Regions from separate parts of the Pan troglodytes genome. Here region 2 is linked to region 1. A link is a contact called in public HiChIP or PLAC-seq data. All regions are on one chromosome and are shown on one strand. The core of a region is the stretch at or near the end of the contact, and the rest is flanking DNA. Distances in the headings are between cores, read along the strand shown.

Region 1 (4,722 bases), core at 669-3,168:
TCTACAGTTGGTTGGATCCATGGATGTGAAACCTGGGGATAGGAAAGGCATACTGTATCCCCTGCCTTGTAGCAGCTCACAATATAATGGGGAATGGTTCCCTGCCAGCGAACATGCTGTGTTTCGTTCAATCATTCAAAACATTTGAGTGTCCACTGTGTGCCAGACATGCTGGTCCCTCTGCTGTGCACATCATCCTCCTTGGTGTGATGCTCCTTCGAGGCTCAGTTCAGATGCTACTTCTCTGCTTGGCTTTTCCAGACTGCATGATACCCAGGCTGCCTGGCTAGGTCTTCCCGTGTATTCCACCCCTGACCTGTACTGCCCCTGTTGCCAAGCTATTTATCAAATTATGTGATTAATATCTGGCTATTTTCTTACACTGGACCTCACTCATAAGGGCAGGAGCTCTGTCCCGTTCACACACGATCCTTCCCCGCCACGGCACTGCCCAGCACACATATGCTAGCAAAAATTATTTGACTGAATAAATCAGTGGTTTTCCAAGGAACAGATTGGAAATTTATGTGGGCATTTTTGGGTGTCACGAGACTGAGGGGACAGTCATATCCCTGTCTGGGGGGGGGGTGGCAGGGATATGAAACTCCTGTAATGGATGGGACAGTCCATTACAGTCACCATAACAAATGGTCCTGTCCCGCACAACTTTCAGATATCCTGCCAAACTTTCAAGTAAGCCAAAAATCCGTTATAATTGGTTGTACATACAATCACAATGAATTTTTCCCTAGTTTTAGTACACACTAGATTGTCTGGAAATGCATATATCAGGTTGGTTGTGGGGAGTTACACTTTGATCACCATTCTGGAAAATCGCTGCCCACCCTGCTCACCACGGGTGAGTCACCCGAACAGCATGCCCACGTCTGTGTACATGTGTAGCTGTTACAGTGACTCCGCGCTTTTATATAAATATATTTAGCCTTTGACCCAAGACGTCAGATATAAACTGTTGGCAAAATTCAGCTGAATATTGTCTTCTAGTAAACCTAAGCTGATTCCTAAGTTGGGTACAAGCATGATCGGGTGTAAGCCAGCCTCAGCTTTTACAAAGTGAAATGCATATACTTTTATTAGAAATTACTTTCATTTCCCTGCCTTCTCCTTATAAAGAAAGGGCATCATATTGATTTTTTTACCCGGGGAACCATCACCTGGGCTGCAGCCTCAGGACGAACCTGTCCCTTCCCTCTGCCTCAATTTCCTGCTTTGGGAAATAGGAGCCACAAGCCACAAACTCCATCCACCGCGCCACAGGAGCGAGGTCCAACGCAACGGTCCCTAGGGCCTGCCTCCACCCCAGCCTCAGTTTCCCATCTGTCACATCGTTCCATGATCTCGAAATGACTATAACCCCTTTCTTAGCCCCAAACCAGCCGGAAGCGACATCTTCCGGTTGCTACAGGTTACGGCGGTTGCTATGGGTTACGGCGGTTGCTATGGGCTACGGCGCCTGCGCAGAAACACCGCCAAGCGACCCAGCAACTTCTAGAGCGCATGCGTTTCGCCCACCCAGGCCCGGGCGCGGTGAGGGGTGACTCCCACGATCCCTAGCGGCTGCAGAGTGGAAAATGGCGGCCTCCTTGCTGCTTGCGTTACCAGAGTCCACCCGGCCTCGTGCTTTCTCCGGGCGCCCGTAGCTGGCGCCGGCATCCACAAAAATAGATCAGGTAAAGCAGCAGAGTAAGGGATAGGAAGACTTGGTCGGGCTCCGCGGCCCCTCTTTACCGGATTGGAGGCTGCGCGGGTGAAATCGAGCTTTAAACTCCCCTGGCCTCGGAACACCATTTGTAGCCTCCGAAGGAGGAGGACTTATAAGATTCTGTACTAAGGCAGCCGTGGGAAGGGAGGAGAACCAGGTCGGCCCGCGCGCTCCCGGCTGCTTTTGCTCTCCCTTTGGTTTCGAAAGCGTCAAGTCCCAAGGTATTTCCTACCAATTGTGACGTCACCCTTCCTCCCCCCTTTCTCACCCGTTTCTTGTCTGGCCGTGACTTCTGACCCAGTGTTGAGCTAAAAATGCCCCGCCCCACCCTACGCAGATTCACCCGGCGTCCCACCCACCAGTGACTGAGTGACTGGGCTTCTGCTGCCTAGGGAAGGGTTCTTGGCTTGGCCGGGCACATCAATTCCCACAGCAAAATCAGACCGAAAGCCTGTTATGAGGGACTCAGGCAGTTGGATCTGGCGTATAGGAGGAAGGCTAGGGCAATCAGGAAGGTCTCCTGGAGGAAGGAAGAAGACCCTGACAGGGCCGTGTAGGATGGATGTTCAAGTGGGAAGAGAGTGTGCTATTCCAGGGACAGGGAGGCCCAGGCCTGAGAGTCCAGTTGCCTTCTGGATCCCGTTTACCTCGCAGATTATCCAAACTGGACTCGTGATTTTCCCCAGCTGTGCCGCGCCTCCCCAGCAGTCTCACTAAATCCACCCATGGGCTATGTCAGAAATCTGGGAGTTATCCTCAGCTCCTCCCTTTCCCTTCTGAAGCCATACCTACTTCTTGCCCTCAAATCTCTGTGACCTGACTTCTGGTAATGTTTCTATTCTCACCATCTCATTCTTCTCCACACTTATCATGAAGTTCATTTATTCCAGACTACTTTAGGTTGAGTTCTAAAAGTCAGCCTGCTAGTTCATGCCTCCATGCTTTTGCAGGTGCTATTCCCTCTGTCTTAAGAGTCATTCATGCCTTCTCTCTTTTCCTCGTTGTGAACTCTTTTTCCTCCAATTTAAAGCTTTCCCCCACATGTACCCATGGAGATTGGCAAGCCTCCCTGCTCTAGACGACAGCATTTCTTGTATTTGCCTCTTCATCATATATTCCACAAGTGTTTATTAATCACCTACTATGAGCAAGGCCTTCTGCATTTCCTAGGTTGGATTTCCACTGTGCTGTGTTTGTTTGCTCATCTCCCTCACTGGTCAGGAAATGTCACTCATTTGTTAACCCCCAGTGCTGAGCACAGTGCCTGGCACACAACAGGCATCCCATTACTATTTCTGAAAGGAGTGGAAAAGCAGGCACAGAGAGAAGAGAAAGCCTGATATCCTAAATATACAGTCTTTCTTCCCATGCCTGTCTGTGTTTGCAGTCAATAAGTAGAAAGTCTTTCGAAGAATAACCTGGGCCTGGAAAAGGAGAGAAACCATGGCCCTAACGAGTTAGGTTGAAAGGCTGCCTGGCCCCTATAATCTGACTGTGGAAGTTTGCTCAGTTCTGTGCTGATGGCTTCCCACAAGTAATTGGTTCCTCCGAAAGGAAAAGAACCCACCTAACCCCTCTCTCTCAGAGGAATTTTCCTCTCCCACAGCCCTTTCCAGATTTCCATCCCTGAGCTTCTGTACTTTTTGATATAAGCAATAACAACACCCACAACAAACCAATAGTTGGGCTTCGGAGATCAGCAGGGCTGACAAGGGGACTTCAGCCCCCATCTTTGAACTTAGAGTGAGAACACTCTTTGGAACACTTTGTTCCAAAGAGCTGAAGTGATGGAACTCCCACTCGTTCCTGTGGACAGCTCATCCATCCTTTACAAGACAGTGCGCGGGAGGGAAGCGTGGGTTAGAGTGTCAGAGGAATAGCTCCTGGAAGGCCAAATTAGCCCAGGGATGTGGTGAGTCGGAATAGAAGAAGCTGTTGCTAGGCCACCAGCATGTACCCCCGTTCCTCCTCTCAGTGCTGCACTGCCTGCTGGGGAAAAGCTGTGACTTCCTCAAGCAGACACGCCTGAACCCAGGCCCAGGCAGGGCAGGGTTCAGACTGACTGCTTCTGACTTGTGAGAGCGCAGCATAGGCAAATCCCCTTTGAATGTCATTTCTTCCTTTGTAATCTGGATAACAATAGTTGCATCACAGTTGTCTGGAGACTGAAAGATTTTTAAAAAGAGATAAGGTGTCTACGGAAAGCATTTAGCACAGCACCTGGCACATAATAGGCATTCAGTAAAAGGTAGCTGTTTATTCATTGTTTCAGCGCTTACTTACTCAGCACCTGCTAAGTCTGAGTACTGTTCTAGGTATCAGCAGTGAAGGAAAGAAGACTTGGTCCCCAAATGTACTTTCTTTGGGGGAAGAGCTGGATAAATAGGCTCTGTGACTCTGTGTGCTGTGTTAGATGGTGGGAGGCACTGGAGAGAAAGAGCAGGATGGAGGGTCATGTCAGGAGGTTCAGAAGCCTTGCTGGCTGGGTGGGGTGACATTTGAGGAAAGGCCTAATGGGGTGGGCACGGCCATTGCAGAGCCTCTCAGGTGGGAGTTGGTGTTGTGTTTGGAGGACATCTGCCAGTGAGAAGCCAGTTGTGCAGAGAGGGAGCAAGGAGGAGTAGTGGGGAGGAAGCTGGAGAAGTGAGAGGGGCCAGATCCTGGAGGGCCTGGAGGTCATGGTGAGGACTTTGGCATTTACTGTAGTGAGATGGGAGCCACTGGGGGATTTGTAGCAGCAGAGTGCCAAGGTCCAAGGGTTATTTTGACAGGCCTCCTCTGGCTGATGTTTGGAGGATGGGCTACAGGGCAGGAGTGGGAGCAGGAGCCCAGGTGGGAAGTGATGGTGGTGGAATTGTCATGAGCTTGGGCCACTGTACGTGAAGCTGCCTGTCCAGTGCCCGCCCAGCCCATACCAGGCTCGTTTTCTGCCCCATTTTCTGAGACCCTGCTGAGGAGGGCATGCACTGGCTCCTGTGTCCAGTATGTCATTCCATTCT
Region 2 (4,722 bases), core at 713-3,212, 140 kb after region 1:
TTAAGATTTATGCATACTCGCATCTTAGGTCTACACATACAGAAGGAATATGGGAATCCTTTGGTCACTTGTGACATCTCTGTCACCAACTCAACGGACAGGCATTTACTAATCACTTGCTTTGCACAAACACAAGAAAGCATTGAGGTCACAGAGATGAAATAGACATGGCCTCTGTCCTCAGGGTCACCAACTTCACAGGAGACAGTGAGCTGTCATGGGATAAAAGTAATCTGCTGGGAGGCAGTGTGCTGTCTCAGGACATGTAGTGAACTGGCATTCTCAGGGAGCCTACATTCAAGTCCTGTTCCTGCCAGGCAAGTCACATGCATGAGCCTCAGTTTCCCCACTACAATGTGAGGGGAACGAGACAGAAGATCTGTCGGTCACAACACTGTGTGCTTTTAGGTCTTTCAGGTAGAAACTTTTTATTTCTGCCCAGCATAGGGGCTTCCCATTGTGTCTAGGTGTGATCTAGGTGTGATGCTTTACCGAATTCTTATGTTTGGGGAGTAATTTACGTTTGGCAGCAGACTCAGTTCAAATTCCAACCCCGCTACTTACTGGCTATGTGACCCTGAGCAAATTCTTTGCCCTCTGTGCTTCCAATTCCTCATCCATAAAATGGGTCTAGTCTTTACCTCATAGTGTTGCTAGGATTAAACGAATCATATTATGTAAAGTGCTTGGCACATGGTGGTTTAAAGCTTGGGCTCTGCCTGCTTGCAACCAGACAGAACTGAGTTCCACTTCTACCTCTTCTGCCTGGTAGCTAGTGAGGCCTTGAGCAAGTTACTTAACCTCTTTAATCTCAGCTGCAAAATGCGAAGGTTAAATGACAAAAGACATGTAAAGCAGTCAGAACAGCGCTTGGCTCATGGTAGGTACTCAATAAATATTAGTCATCACCGTCATCATCTACCTAAGACGAGGCTGGCCAAGAATATTTATGCAATTCTTTCTACAGTTAATTACCGAGTGCTTATTATGTGCCAGGCATTGTTCTAGGCACTGGGAATTCAGCAGTGTACAAAAATCCCTGCCTCGTGAAGCTTAAGTCTTCTTAGCAAGTATTTAGTGAATACTCAGTACGTGCCAATGAACTACACAGCGATTTCCACGAGACTCCCATTTTACAGATAAGTTAACTACGCAAGGTGAAGAAGCTCCAACCTTGCGCCACCACCCCAGAGGTATTCTCCCAGCAATGAGGAAGGCTGGGCGGGGGTCAGCTCCCGGGCTGGACTTCGGAAGTGGAAATGAGCGGCCACCTAGTCCCGAGTGGGGCTTCACCCAAGAGCTGCTCACTCGGACCAGCCTGGCCTCCAGCAGATACTCGGCGCGGCAGCCACGCCCCCAGGCGCTCCCTCTCCTCGCCGGCTGCTGCAGTGCCCGAAGTCTCGCTGACGCCGCAAGCGGGCGAGGCAGAGTGAAACTGGCACGGCAGAACTGGCTGGGGCTGGCCCGCGTTCCCCCACTCCCAAGCCGAGCAGGCGACGCGTGACAAGCGGTCCCGGGACCATGAGGCCTGGGTCGGGCCGCGGTAGAGCGGGGATGACTGTGCGCTTCGGCCGCCGCGGGCTTAAGGCACCATGCGCCCGCTCCCAGCAGTCCCCGGCCCACCCGACACAGCCCGCCTCGCGGCGCTACCTGCAAGTCCCAGCCGGCCGACTCGAGAAAGAAGCGGGCCCGGTCCTCCTCGGCGCCCGTCACCGCCACGAACTCCCTCAGCGCCTCCTGTCGCTCCGCCGCCATCTTCGCCCCGTGCGCCTTCCAAAGCGCTCCGGCGACCGCCGCACAGGCCCAGCCCCGCTGCCGCGTTCCGCTTGCCGGTCGACGAGGCCCAGCCGATGAGGGCCCAGCAGCTGGGAGCCCGCCCGCAGCCCCGCCCCACGCGGTGCCTCACGCAAAGCCCTCCGTGCGGGAAACCCTGCCGCTCCGCGCCCTCTGGCGACTACGGCGCGAACCGCAGCCTAACGGCGGGGGTGGGAGCCCGAAGGATGAGAGGCGGGGCGGGTCTTACATACACCTGTGGGCTGAAGGATCCCTGCAGGAGTCAGATTCCCAGTTATTCATTGACGCAGCCCTCATTTCATTAATTGTGCATTCGTTCATTCACTTACTTGTCAAGCATTTACTGAGAGCTATCAATGGCCTGATGTTTTTCTAGGGCTGTGGATATGGCAGGGAGCAAAACAAAGTCCCTGCTCCCATGCTTCTTACATTCTAGGGGTAAAAATTCAGACCTTGAACAGGCTAGGCCTCCGCTCACAACACGTCCATGCCTCGTTATCTCGCCCCGCATAAAAGACAGTCTCATGGCCTGCCTGCAGGACCCATGAGAGATGGGCCAGTTCCTCCATCTCATCTAGGGATCCGCTAGCTTCCTCTGCTCCAGGCGCCTTGCCCTCCTTGCTGTTCCTGGAACTTGCCAGTTATCTTGCATTTGCCTCAGGGCCGTTGCATTAGCTGCTTCTGTGCCTGGAGCACCTTTCCCTTACCAATGGGCAAGGCGCTCTCCCCGCTTTCTTTGGGCCTCTGCTCCAAGGCCACTTTCTTAGGCACAATCCTGTCTTCTGGGTCCTCAGCTTCTTTGCCCTCTTGCCTCTTGCAAGAGGTACAGTAAGTTCCTCTCCAAAGAGGAACTTACTTGTTCAGCTCACTTGTTGTTTGTTCTCTATTTTCAAAGCCTAACTTCCTTGTTCTTTGTACCTCCTTACCCCTAGTTAAGAAGGGAACAACCTTCCCGCCGGTCCTAATCTATAACTCACATCTGTTCCCTTGGATACCCTCGCTACAATTGCCATTCCCGCGGAAACTCTTCTTCCTGCCGAAACCGCTTGCCCTACCACTGTAGCCCACATTTCTGCTCCATTTGAACTAGCCAATCGGGATTAGCTTAGATTGTGCCGTCCAGCCCCAGCCAATGGGAACAGGACACAGAAGCAGAGACTAACCGCATTAGGGATAAAAACCCCTTCTCTCTTTTGTTCGGTGTGCTTTCCTGAAGACCAGATGTGCGAGTGGCACCCTTCTGCAGAAGTAAATTGGCTTTGCTGAGAAATCTTTTATTTGAGTGCTGGTTTTCCTTGCGACTTCGAGCTTTAATTTCCAACACCACCGTGGGACACTCTTCCCTTCCTCTTCCTCTGTCGGCCCCTGCTCATTCTTCAGCTCTCAGTTCAGGTGTCCCTTTCTCAAGGAGACCTTGAGAAGGTGCCCAGGCTTAGTCAAAACCCCTCTTAATCAGGTTATGAACAGCACAAAGTCCAGTCTTCCCTCAATTGACACAGTAGTTGCTTTCCTGGAAAATTTGCTGTCTTATTAACACTGTGCAAGAAATCCTTTAAGTTTATATGACAAACGAGTTAGGGCTTGGGTTAGGTTATTAGGAGCATGGTTGCAGCCACAATAGGCCCTGGCAGGAGGCATGGGAGGAGGGTCCTTTCTTTGTGGTGTGAGACTCTCCTTTCTATTGCAAGGCCGCCCAGGACCAGCCCCGGTCCCTAGGCCTTACCCCTTTCATCATTGTGTCAACTCGAAATGCACCCCAACTTTCCAGGAAGTCCAAGAAGCTAGAGGCTCACTCTGGACCTCACGATTGGCAACCAGTAAGGTCTTTCTACCCTGGAAACTGACAACGACTAACCCCAGCTTAAAGATCTGCAGGCGATCAGCTCCTCATGGTCCAGTTCCCTGGCTGGTATTGGAGTTATTGAAACTCATTGTCACCTCCCTCTTCATTTTTGTGCCATCAGGGAAAGCTCTTTGTTCGGCCAGAGGGTCCCTGATCCCTCTTCTAGAGGCCTTGAGGGCATCCTTTCCCATAACACTACCTGGCAGCTAGTGTTTACTGAGCACTTACTATGCCCCTAGACACTCTACAAAGAGCCTTAGATACACTAACTCATGCACCCTATGAAGTGAGTTCTATTGTTATCATTTCCATTTTGCAAATGGGGAAACCTAGACTTCTAAAGAGTTTTGAATCCAAGTATTGCACGGCTCCTGAGTCTGCTTCTAACCACTACACCACACTGTCTCTCCTTAGACTGCAGGACTGTGCTGGTCACTTCCTGTGGCTGGTTTCTGGAGGCAGCTCCAGATGACCCAACTGGAGTTTAAGGCAGGGGATGTGAGGGCATGAACTTGAAACTACATTTACATAACACTTATCTAAGTGTCCTTAACAAGACTAGAGAAGGAGGTGCTGAAGGCTCAGCTTTAGCTCCACTCTCCTATGTCCAACCACACCACCCCCCAACCTCCAGCCCCATCCCACCCAAGCCCCATCCCCAAATTCTACCACCACTACCACCTCCAGCCTCACCTCTACCTCACAGATCCGCCACCAGCACCTGACCCACCCCGCCCCACTTTCCCTTCTAACTCCACCCTCAGTACTAAATGCACCCCACCCTCCAAAGCCCACTTTCACTCCATTTCACCCCCAGCCCCCTCCGGGCTCATCTCCATCTTCCTTCCCACTCCAGTCTCACCCCAGCCCCTCCCTTTAATCCTATCTTCCACCACCTCCCGCCCCACCCCAGCCTTCCTTTGGCACCCCCTCTGCTGTGTCCTCACTGGTGGTGACTTCACTTTGGGCAGGAGCTGTGTGTACCCAGGACTGGTGTCTCCTCTGACCCCCTACTCCAGTCTCCTAAGCGCTAGACCCTCTATAGCTTAGGGGCCCAGGGGAGCTGCTAGGTGGAGCAAATGATT

Evidence for each region. HiChIP or PLAC-seq counts read pairs in DNA pulled down with a chosen protein or histone mark.
Region 2: a contact with region 1 is called in an H3K4me3 HiChIP or PLAC-seq map of stem cell-derived excitatory neurons, with 2.2 times the contacts expected there. The contact joins the promoter of NSFL1C here to the promoter of SDCBP2 in region 1. A contact is called at or near these places in 1 of 7 Hi-C or Micro-C datasets (stem cell-derived neural progenitor cells) and 1 of 1 datasets of contacts at active chromatin or transcription factors (stem cell-derived excitatory neurons).

The regions. Positions count from the first base shown.
Region 1 is chr21:8,000,414-8,005,135 of NHGRI_mPanTro3-v2.0_pri, forward strand. It overlaps SDCBP2 (syndecan binding protein 2), which reads right to left and starts at 1,919. Exons shown (of 8, transcript NM_001280008.1): 1 at 1,750-1,919. It overlaps LOC104003489 (a long non-coding RNA gene), which reads left to right and starts at 1,487. Exons shown (of 5, transcript XR_001712066.4): 1 at 1,487-1,691.
Region 2 is chr21:8,141,683-8,146,404 of NHGRI_mPanTro3-v2.0_pri, forward strand. It overlaps NSFL1C (NSFL1 cofactor), which reads right to left and starts at 1,963. Exons shown (of 9, transcript XM_001154255.8): 1 at 1,651-1,963. The coding sequence starts at 1,755. SIRPB2 (signal regulatory protein beta 2) reads right to left here. Exons shown (of 7, transcript XR_008541296.2): 7 at 4,529-4,722.